Linked DNA regions of Mus musculus: all the other regions are linked to region 2. A link is a contact called in public HiChIP or PLAC-seq and promoter capture Hi-C data. All regions are on one chromosome and are shown on one strand. The core of a region is the stretch at or near the end of the contact, and the rest is flanking DNA. Distances in the headings are between cores, read along the strand shown.

What was found. Promoter capture Hi-C pulls out the DNA fragments that hold promoters and counts their contacts. HiChIP or PLAC-seq counts read pairs in DNA pulled down with a chosen protein or histone mark.
Region 1: a promoter capture Hi-C map of pre-B cells shows a contact between it and region 2, with 2.8 times the contacts expected there. The contact joins the promoter of A430078I02Rik here to the promoter of Nfu1 in region 2. A contact is called at or near these places in 4 of 39 promoter capture datasets (the C10 cell line, hippocampal neurons, liver and 1 more), 1 of 484 Hi-C or Micro-C datasets (cerebral cortex) and 1 of 115 datasets of contacts at active chromatin or transcription factors (embryonic stem cells).
Region 3: an H3K27ac HiChIP or PLAC-seq map of bone marrow-derived dendritic cells shows a contact between it and region 2, with 3 times the contacts expected there. The contact joins the promoter of Arhgap25 here to the promoter of Nfu1 in region 2. A contact is called at or near these places in 1 of 39 promoter capture datasets (the 3T3-L1 cell line), 3 of 115 datasets of contacts at active chromatin or transcription factors (bone marrow-derived dendritic cells, embryonic stem cells and microglia) and 1 of 9 other capture datasets (liver).

Annotation. Positions count from the first base shown.
Region 1 is chr6:86,478,782-86,482,687 of GRCm38.p6, reverse strand. A430078I02Rik (RIKEN cDNA A430078I02 gene) reads left to right here and starts at 1,858. Exons shown (of 3, transcript NR_131126.1): 1 at 1,858-2,022.
Region 2 is chr6:87,007,787-87,011,567 of GRCm38.p6, reverse strand. Nfu1 (NFU1 iron-sulfur cluster scaffold) reads right to left here and starts at 1,732. Exons shown (of 8, transcript NM_020045.3): 1 at 1,609-1,732. The coding sequence starts at 1,667.
Region 3 is chr6:87,531,246-87,534,677 of GRCm38.p6, reverse strand. Arhgap25 (Rho GTPase activating protein 25) reads left to right here and starts at 1,419. Exons shown (of 11, transcript NM_001037727.2): 1 at 1,419-1,852. The coding sequence starts at 1,792.

The DNA.
Region 1 (3,906 bases), core at 609-3,108, 530 kb after region 2:
TGCTTGCCGTGTAAGCCTGACAGCTTGGCTCTGATCCAGGAGATCCCACCGGCGGAGAGAACCAACTCCTGAGAGTTGTCCTCTGATATCGGCACACATGCCATGGCTGGAGCTCACTTGTTCACATACACTATCCCACCCCCAAACTCACAAAATAATGAATAAAATAGAAAATGTTAAGTTGGGCTGGTGAGATGGCTCAGTGGCTAAGAGCACCCGACTGCTCTTCCAAAGGTCCGGAGTTCAAATCCCAGCAACCACATAGTGGCTCACAACCATCCATAACGAGATCTGACTCCCTCTTCTGGAGTGTCTGAAGACAGCTACAGTGTACTTACATATAATAAATAAATAAATCTAAAAAAAAAATGTTAAGTTGTGCATATTAATTAGGCATATGGTTCAAGAATATTACCCTAGTACTTAGGAGTCTGGGCTAGAGGACTCCTCCCTATAAATCCAGAGAAACAAGGGATAGTAAGCTTCTAACACACACACACACACACACACACACACACACACACACACACACACACACGTACACACACGTACACACACGTACACATACGGCTTGGAGGTGCATACCTACAATCTCATCAGTTATGAGACAGAGGAAGGCAGTCAATAGTTCAAAGTCTAACTGGTCTCCAAAGTCAGTTTCAGGTCAGTCAAGGCTATATATAGGAGGAGATCTTTTTTTTAAAAAGTCAGAGATGGCTGTTGGTCAAGTGCCTACTCCAGGGCATGAGGCCCCCAGCTGTGACCCTAGGGACCATGTTAACACTGCGGGGTGCAGGGTGCTGTGTGTCTGTAACCTGTAGGCCATTGCTGGTGAGGAAAAGACAAGCCAATCCTGCAGTTTGTTGGCCAAGTCAATAAACTCAGGTTCTGCTGAGAGCCCGGTACCTCCCCACAGAGTGGGGTTCAGATCAGGGCTAGCATATCTATCTCCCAAGCAGCCTTTTCTGTTAAGGCATTAGACTCCTTTCTTCTAAGCAGAGAATATTGCTTGGCTGATAGAAAAACTGGAATTCTATCCTATCAACACTTAAACCAGGAGTGGCCCAAACCTATTCTAACACCTAGGTGATAAAGGAAGAAGGCTTGGAAGTTCAAGGTCACCCCCCAGCTACCTGTCAAGTTCAAGGTTAACCTGGGCTACAAAAGGTCAAATGCAAGGTTAGCCTGGGCTGCAAAGGATTTTCTAAAAACAAACAAACAAACAAACAAACAAACAAACAAACACCAAATCCCTGGGCAGGCATGATCTCTAACAGCTACCTTTCATTCCAGTACTAGGGAGGCAGAGAAAAGGCAGGCAAGTCTCGGCGAGTAAGTTCCAGGTTAGCCTGTATTACACAGTGAATTCTTGGACAGCCAGAGTTACATAATGAGACCCTATCTCAAAAACCACCACTAACAACACCATGCTTTGCTGGACACAATTGTTTTAATTACAACATTCAGAAGCAGGCAGATTGAGCTCCAGGCTGGCTAGAGATACCTACTGAGACCCTGACTTAACAAACAACAATAATACACAAAAATCTTTCTCAGAGTTATTTTTGAAACACAGTACGTTTGCTATCTGTAGTTGCATAACATGCACATGGGACTTTTCCCTGTATAACCATTCCCAGATAAAGGATGGGCAATGGGAGGTATATACTAATTTGTTTGCTGTTGTTTTTAAATTTTGAGTCGTGTAAACAAATTACTGATTCAAAGATGGAAATATATACAAATGTTTAAAAGCAAAGCTAGTGCAAGCTCTTGCTTTGCCTAGTCACACATCTTTGAGAGCGCTCCACGGCCCCTTCTGTGCAGCCAGCAGTGGCCTCTAGACTCTTGCTGCTCTTCGCATGGCCATTTCAGGACAGCCCACACCTGAAGGTCCACGAGCAGCTGCTTTTCTTCCCTGACTTGGAAACTCCAGAGCTGGGCTGCCTTTCTGAGGTCGACAGTCTAACAACCCGCTGCTTGCCCTTGATTCTCCTTTCTGTGCCTTCTCCAAGAGCCCTGGTAAGCTCTCCGCAGTTTTGCTGACTGTGTTTTCCTGTCTCCTCTGCTGGTGCCCTCCTCCTGCAAGGCAGCGTCCAGCCCCCTGCCAGCTGGTCATCCCTCTCTAAAGAAAACAAAGCTCCACAAAAGCCTCCAATATTCTCACCGAGTCTACAAACCTGAGATTTGCCTGGCTCTTGCTTTGGAGTGGAGTGTCCCTTGTGTACAATTAAACAGGATACATTAGTTTTAAGACACAGTTCCTTGGTTTCGTTTTGTTGACCCAATCAACTGGGAATGCCCGTTCTCATAAAATATCTGGCCCTGTGGAGAGTCCCATGGGGCAGTACAGTTTGTGTGAGAGTCTGGCTTAGTTGAGAGCCCCAGTAAATTTCCATTTGGTATTTCAGAGACTGGAGCTACATGGAATATGTATCTGCAGCTGTCTGAGGCCAGGAGTTGGGGGCAGAAACATGAGACCAAATTCCTGCCCTGACATCTGTGAGGGTTGTTAGGGGGTTGTCAATTGGCTATCATTGTCTGGAATACTTTGCTTAAAAAAAAATACATTTTCAGTAAACCAATCACATCACCAAGTTGTAGATATTTTCATGGTATTAGCCATTTTAAGGTCACCACACTGTGTGTGACAACATACAATTTATGATCATTGCTTTCCTCCCAACCCCCATTTCTTTCTAAGACAGGATGTCACTATGTAATTCCTCCTGGCACTATGTGGACAGGGCTGGCCTAGAACTCACAGAAATTTGCCTGCCTCTGCCTCTCTTTATTGCTCTTTCTTAAGTGTTTTTGGGGAATTAGCTTTTATATTGCAAAGATCACAGATAGCTGAAGTATAAACTAATTCACACAACCTCAATAACTCATTAATCTGACCCTGACAGCCATAGCATCCAGCTTTTAGCTTTCTTTAGCTACAATTCCTCAGCTCATGCATGTGATCTGAGACCTCTGCCAGGTGCGCTCCATGTGCTCTGAAAGCAAGTTGCTTTCACAGATGCCAAGTGTGGCCAGATCGCAGACATTAGAACAATCCATTCCTCCCCAGAGAGGATGCACCTTCCTTCCCTTGAGTGCCTTTAGATTGCTGAGGACAAAGAGCAGAAGGCCCTGGAGGCTGGTCACTCTCCAGCACACTTGCAGGGCTCAGCAAAGCCTGTCAGAAGCAGCAAGGAGCTTCCAAGGAAGTGACCCCCGCTCACCCCCACAAAGCTCACCCACAGAGAGAGAGGCTGGTGTTACTCAGGTTTCCTGACAGGACATCCTGGCTTGTGACACTGAAAGATTGGAAGATGCCAGAAGGTGGCCTTGAGACACAGAGACTCTTGTCAAGTTTGCAAAATACCATTCAACAGCAGGTATTAACGTATTAACCCTCAACTCCATCCCTAACCCTTCTAGCCCTTTGGTATGGTGTCCAATGCTAGTAATTCCAGCACTGGGGAAGATGAGGCAGGACTATGAGGGGCCTGCATGTCTCCCACCTGGCAAAACGTAGTGCTGGGTTATTCACTATGCAAGATAAGCAGTGAGCCTGGAGGTGTTGGGACCAAGCCTGATCAACTTCGGGCTTGTCAGTGGAGTGCAGCAGCAGACAGGGCTCACCTACTCATTTACCCAGTCACAAATCACAACCCCAGCAAACGAAAACATACCTAGCCTTGGAGCACTGTAGGAAGTGCAAAGGTGGCTGAGCTGAGGCTCTCACACACACACTCTCTGTCTGCATGTGTGTAGACAGGGTTCTCATTATGTAGCTCTGGCTGTTAGAGAACTCAATATGTACACCAGACTGGCCTCAAACTCCCAGAGGTCTGCCTGGCTCCACCTCCTGAGTGCTGAGAGTAAGGGAGCACGTTGGGGAAAGGGGAGGATGGCTGG
Region 2 (3,781 bases), core at 483-2,982:
GGCTAGAAAGGGAAATTATCTGAAAAGACTTGACTTGAGTTCCCCCCCTTTTTTTTTGTTTTTTTCTTTTTTTAATTTTGAGACTGGGTATCACTGTGTAGACCAGACTGGCCTTGAACACAGAGATCCACCTGCCTTAAGTGAATACTTAAAATTGTCCTCCAAGACCCTTTGTAGGAGCAAAACAGTCCAAGAGTAAAAACATCATGCCCCGGAGACCAGAACAGAGTAAAAACATCGGAGACCAGAACAGGAGCAAAACCAGCCCCTGAACACAGCTGGGAACTAAGTCACTCCCGGGCACCTTCCCAAAATACAAGACTCAGCTACTGTTCAAATTCCATGTTATAAAAATGCCCATGACAAGCAGGGCGTGGTGGCACACGCCTTTAATCTCAGCACTCGGGAGGCAGAGGCAGGCGGATTACTGAGTTCGAGGCCAGCCTGGTCTACAGAGTGAGTTCCAGGACAGTCAGGGCTACACAGAGAAACCCTGTCTCGAGAATCGAAAAAAAAAAAAATGCCGATGACAGAAATAGCTAATTAAATGTCATACCCAGGAGAAGACCCTTGGCAACCAGAGTCCCCAGTAAGTGTCTTGGATCCTGGGGTTTCCCCCGGCCTGATCTGCTGGATGGTGTACCTGCTTTGGTGCTGTGCCCTCTGGCTGCTTGCTCTCTTATGCTAGGACTATGTGCTGCATCCTTATTAGACGCACTCATTTGAAACAAAAGGCGTGCAGAGCATTGTAGATCACTCTCCCTAAGGAACACCTAGCAATAAGGGCCACACCAGGCCACACAGTGAGCGTTCAGTAAATGGTAGCTGTTATCACTACGTGGTAACTAGTAACTATTCTTTAAGTGAATGGAGTGGATACTCCAGGATTTGGAAACACCCTAATATTCCTTCAACCCTGGGAAAAAGCAGCAAGCGTGGATAAACCAGAAGTATACTCTGGCAGGAAGTTTTGAAGTCTAACCGATCTTGAGTAAAGTAACTGAAGGGGAGTCATCGAAAACAGGTGGGCAGGGGGTAACCCACAAAATCCTTCTGTTAATCTGCTATTTTTATGAGATACATTTAGGAGTTTTAAAACGGGGGTGGTGGGGTGGTGGAGGGTGTCTCATAAATAGTCTAACCTGGCCTTGAACTCCTGGTCTTCCTGCCTTCACCTTTCAAGTATTGGGATGACAGATGATGAGGGATTCTATGCTAGCCTGATGAAATGCATTTGAAACTTCAAGTTGGCATCAGCATTCTGTCAGGCCCCTTTCTATAGTTGTCACACTCGGGTCTGACAGATATCTGAGGGAGTGGCTCTAGAAGAGGAACAGGACGCACTCGCACAAGCCTGGGCGGTGGACTTCCTCGAGTCACTCACTTCTCTCCGAGCCGTGATCTCCCTGGAAAGGGAACGACAGGACACGACACAACCCCGGGACCGCTCTTCCCTTCGGAGCCACATTCCCGTGGGATTTACAAGGGACATCCGTGGAAGGTGGCTGGCCTCGGGCTCTGGAGCCAGGACAAGGGTCCCTCAGACGCCAGCTCCTGCCTGTGAGAAGGCAGCGACAGGGATCTGCTAGCCAGGGAGCCAACACCTACCGCCTGCACAGCCGGACTACACCGACCGCTGCTCCCCATGCCCGCTCGGCCGCCGCCATCACTTCAGTGCCAGTGCGCTTGCGCGGACCCGCCTCCTTCTTGTCTCCAAGTCCTACGCAGACTCAGGCCCTGCAGAGAGGGCGGTCCGGGGACGCCGGTTCCTTACAAGTTGAGGGCGGTGCTGCAGGTGGCCTTTCCGCCCTCCTTTTACTGAAAGTAGATTTTTTTCCCTCACATAATATATCCAGATTACAGTTTCCCTTCCCTCTATTTCCTCCAATTTCCCCACACTTCCCCTCCGAATTCACCCCCTTTCTGTCGCTCATTAGAAAACAAACAGGCTTCTAAGGGAATATATGATATATGATATAACAAAACCTAACACATCAGAATAGGACAAAACAAACAAGGAAAAGAGTTCAAGAAATGCATATAAGTGCAGAGACACACTTGTTCACATATGCAAGAGTCCCGTGAAAATACAAAGCTGGAATGTTGCGGTAAATCTCCAATCCAAATATGCCTCAGCAATGAAAACACAACACAGTTAATATGAATACATATGTGCACCTAGTTTGGACAGATCTACCGCTACACGACCATCTTCCACATCTATGAGACCCCTTAGAGCTTGCAGTTTCTCCAGGCCATGTGCTTCTGCTCCGCTTTTCTTCTTCCTCCTCCTCCTCCGCGTCCTCTCCTTCATCCATTTTCTCCTTCTTCTTTCTCCACCTTCCATTCCACCTTCCCTTTTATCTGCCCAATCATCAGCTCTCCTTTATTTTACAAATTAAGGTGGGAAGCAGGTTTACAGGAAATCACCTGAGCGCTGACTCATTCCTTGTTCAAAACCACACACAGGAAAACGGAATTAACATAAAATATAATTAGCCCCAGGGCTATCGACAACACTGGAAGCCATAATATATATGAAAAGGGACCTACAGGGCAAAGCGGGGAGGGAGGGATGAAGAAAGGGAAAGAGAGAAAAATTGTAAAATATATGTATACATAAAATAAAAAACAAAAACAATGTAATGTAAACAAAAATGTGTAATTAAATAAATATACAAACCCAAAGTCCTAGCTTAACATTATGTGACCAGGGACCTTCAAAGATGCCAGTGAGCTGGTTCTTTGTTGACCATTCTACAGCTGGACACGTGGCCTACACTTAGGAATAGTTTGTCCTCCACGGCGAGATGGCTCCATGGGTAAGCGCACTGACTGCTCTTCCCAAGGTCCTGAGTTCAATTCCCAGCAACCACGTGGTGGCTCACAACCACCTGTAATGAGATCTGAAGCCCTCTTCTGGTGCATCTGAAGTCAGCTACACTGTACTTATGTAGAATAATAAGTAAACGTTTGGGTCGGAGCAAGCAGGGACTGAGTGAGCAGAGTTGACCGGAACGAGTGGGCCGACCGGATGGAGCAGAGATACTAAAAATTCAATTCTCAGCAACCACATGAAGGCTCACAACCATCTGTACAGCTACAGTGTACTCACATACATAAAATAAATAAATAAAAGGAATAGTTTGTCCCCCACGGTGAGATTCCCATGGAGAAATCTAGATTTTCATTTGCAAGGGGTAATCAACTTGAGATGGCTCAGGAACGGAGACAGATGCCTGCTTCTTCTTTCAGCTCTAGGGCTGACCCCATCTGATGCCAAGCCTGCCTGTTTTCTTGGTGTTCTCCATCTCCTCTGCCTCTTACACCCTTTCAGCTTTGCAGGTTGCCTGAGAGAGTTGATGGAGAGGTCCTACTTAGGGCTGAGTGTTTCAAGGTCTGTCATTCTCTGCATATTGTTTGGCTGTTAGTGGAATGTTTAGAGTCATTTTTATTGCTATATTCTTTTAGTTCAACAGTAGTTCTTGGTTTTACCCTAGGTCCCTGGGCTATCGAGTCTCAGATTCTTAGTTACCTAAGCACTGTTAGGTATGTTCTGGAATGGACCTTCAGTCAAATCAGATATAGGCTGGTTACTCCCACAAGCTTTGTGCCACCATTGCACTAACATATCTCGCAGGCAGGACACCATTGTAGATCAAAGGGTTAGTGGCTGGGTTGGTGCTTACCGTTCTCCTTTGGCAGCATGCAGAGTATCTTCCTGTGTCAAAGATGCTAGCACGTAGGGATGAAGGCTCTAGGCACCAACTTGACTTCTCTA
Region 3 (3,432 bases), core at 170-2,669, 520 kb before region 2:
AGAGAAAGGATAAAGAGAGAAACCGGACATAGAGTACCAGGAAAAGAGGCAGAAAACCAGTCTGGTTCACAGAGTTCTACAAATTGGCAGCGGCCACCTCTGTCCATTGCTGATAAGGCTGAGAGGTGAGGATGGAGACCTGGTTCAGTGACAGGAAAGCTGTTGGTGTCTTGAGAAGCCACTCTATGGGGTCCTGGGGGCAAAAGCCTCAATGGGAGAAATCCAGGAAGGAAAAAGAGGAGCGATCACAGTAAGTCCAACAGTCCTTAATTTAAAAAAAAAATTCTCAGAAATAGTCTATAGCCAAAGGAGGAAGTAGTGTCAAGAGAGATTTTTTTTGATATGAAAAACATTGTAGTGCTAATATTGATTGGAAAGATCCAAGAGAAAATAGAAAGAGGAGATGGAGCTGAGCTGGGGAGAGGTGAGGTGGTCCATGCAGCAGGTAACGGGAAGGTGGGTCACCTGTCCATAGCCCGTGGGAGGTGTTGAAAAGCAGTTATCCAGGAGAACTGAGGTAGATGGCCCAGGCCCCAGGCATGTGCGGTGTGCTTGGTGATTACATGGAAGGCTTGGAGCCTGCAGAAACCTCATAGCAGCCCTGCAAAATCAGTCTGTTAAGTGCTACACTTACAGATGAGGGAATCAAAACAGAAAATAATGGTTCAAGAGCCACATCCAAAGTCAACCGGCCTGAGAATTTGAACACAGCAGTCTGGTTCGAGGACCTATCAGCTCAACCGCTAGCTCAAGGTGACCTATTTGAAGATGTAAAAGTCTGCCACAGACTGGGCTAGATAGAATGAAGGTCAAATAAGTGCTTGTGGGGTATTGGCTGTGTGTCAAGAGTCTGTCCCACCAGCTTCTGCAACGACTCCTTACCCCACAGTTGTTAAGGATCCTGTTTCTCTGAAGAAGTCGTGGAGGCCCAGGAAGAGTCTGTTAAAAGGGGAGGAAAACTGAATTTTTTTACACATGGTGGTCTGGTTGTAAACGCCACAGCATACACAAGGGGGGAGAAGCAGTGACCCTTTGTGTGGCTCTGCCTGGCTGGAATCAAAGTACCTGCTGGAAACCTTCTACCCAAGCAGGTGTGAACTATGTGGTCCTTTCACGGCAGGAATTTTTAAAGATGCTGCCCATTCTTGGGCAGAATGCTGGCTGCCTGCCTGGCCTCTTTTAGCCGCCAAAATCTGGAGTCAAGGAGGCGAACACAGGAGTCCAGGCACATGGCGAGAGCCTTGGGAGTCTCTTTCCATTTAATTAAAACCACAGTCTTATAACACAAACATGCACTAGCTTTACAAAGATTTCTAAATAACATCTTCTGAAGACAGTGTGCTCATAACGCTACAACACTGAACAGCCAGCCACTTCCTCAAAACGCAAGGAAGCAGACAGTTAAGAAAAAAAAAAGCAGTTGTTTATCACAACTTCACTTCAGTAAGGCCTGAGATTCTGCCCAGCAGGGCTCTGCTTCCCAAGAGGCAGTGTCAACTGGGACATTTCTGGTAAATCTGAACGCAAAGCAGGGTGCCAGCCCCTGGGGGACTGTGGGTGGGACTTGGGGAGTTTGGGTGCCATCCCCGAGTGACAGATGGATGGACGGTTCATGAGAGAGAAAGGAGGAGACACGTGGGCAGATCGGTCTGGAGCGTAAGAGTGCCTGCAAAGCAAGCAACAGGCAGAGAAGGCAGAGGAACCGAAGTGAAGATCAGAGAAACAAGAAGGGCACAGCCTGTGACACACTGTGAGCCACTTGACCAGCTACTCACCCACCTCGGAAGCAAAATGTCTCTCAAGCTGCCAAGGAACTGGGATTTCAATTTGAAAGCGGAGGCTTCAAAAATAGGTAAGGTCGGGGTCCAGGTATTTCCTCGGGGTTCTTATGCGTGAGCACCCACTATTTGCATTCTGAGTTGTGGGAGCTCAGTCGGCCAAAGCACACCACACAACAACACTGAGCTTGGCAGAAATGTGCATTCGGGTGGACGAGTCCTGAGAAGTTCTAGTGTGCTGGGGTTGGGGGGGTTCTCTTCTCTCTGGGGGTGGACTATGTGGGTCAAGGGAACTTGGATGGTTTCGGCTGTGCATTGGACACAAAACTGAGATTTTGTTTCTGTCATTGGAAAGTCGGTTCTTTCTGGCATGGCACGTCGTCTAACTGTTGAATGGCTTTCAGTAAGAGGACAGAGACTCGAGTATTTTGAAGTGATTCATCTGTGGATGAATTCAAGGGAGTGTCACATTTTTTGTGAACCCAGAGGCCAATGAGGGACTACCTATAGTTAAAAGTAGACAAGGAGAACAGGGTGAGAGAATAGAGGCTTTTGAAGTATAATAACACTATTCTAAGGAACAGAACGTGGGAGAACGCAGGAGAGTTGGGAAAGATAGACTTTAGTTAGTTATGAAGGATAATTCGAGGTGTTCATATCATTTTCCTCTAACAATGGTGATATATATTCGTCAAATCTATTGTTTGCTATTATATAGATGTCTTGTTTTCTTGCCACCCCCTGCACCATGAATTCTCGCTCTGTAGCTCTAGTTGGCCTGAAACTTGCTATGGAAACTTAGATTCACAGAGTTACTTTAGTGCTCAGATTATCGGCATGGCCTGAATACCTGATATTTCTTCTGTTATTAAACTTTAGTTTTAAATTGATCATAGTCAGATGAAGCACACACACACACACACACACACACACACACACACACACACACACACATACACAGAGACACACACACACACGACTATCTACTCAGTGAGATAAATTTCTTGATTTTAGGCTTTACAGTGTTGAGGTATTTGCAAACAGCATGGAAGGATTTTGCTTAGAAGAAAGTTTTGGCCAGATGGTTCATGGTGGTTGGTGTGTTAAAATAAGTAGTTCACTAAAAGCTCACAGATAGGAAGCAGGTCAGAAAAGGGCTTTGAAATGAAACTGAAAGTAACCAGAGAAGCCATTTATTTTGGTGATCAGGAGCCCACATTTCCAAACAGAGCTGGAACTGTGTGCCAAAGCCAGCTCCAAGATGTGACACAGGGAAGAAAGAGCCTTCTCTCCTGCCCATACAAACATACTCTCACTAAGTCACTCAGATTAATTTTAAGGTAGAATATCTGTCCCTCTGCTCCTTGGTAAGTGTCCCACCTCCCCACTGTGAAGGCATTCCGCTCTCTCACCTTCCATATTTCAGCTAAAGATGGGACACTTGGGAAAATAAATGTTAGATTTTTTTCAGCAGTATAGAAAATCACCTCATTGGATTCTCAGGCCTAGGATTAGACTGAGTGTAGTTCCATAATCTCTTCGAGCAGTTCTTACAGGTGTCCCCCTGGGTCGCTTACTGTAGAACACCCTTTACTCCTGGAAACACAGAGTCTCAGAGTCCACCCCAACTGTGAAGTCAGGCTCTCAAGAGGGT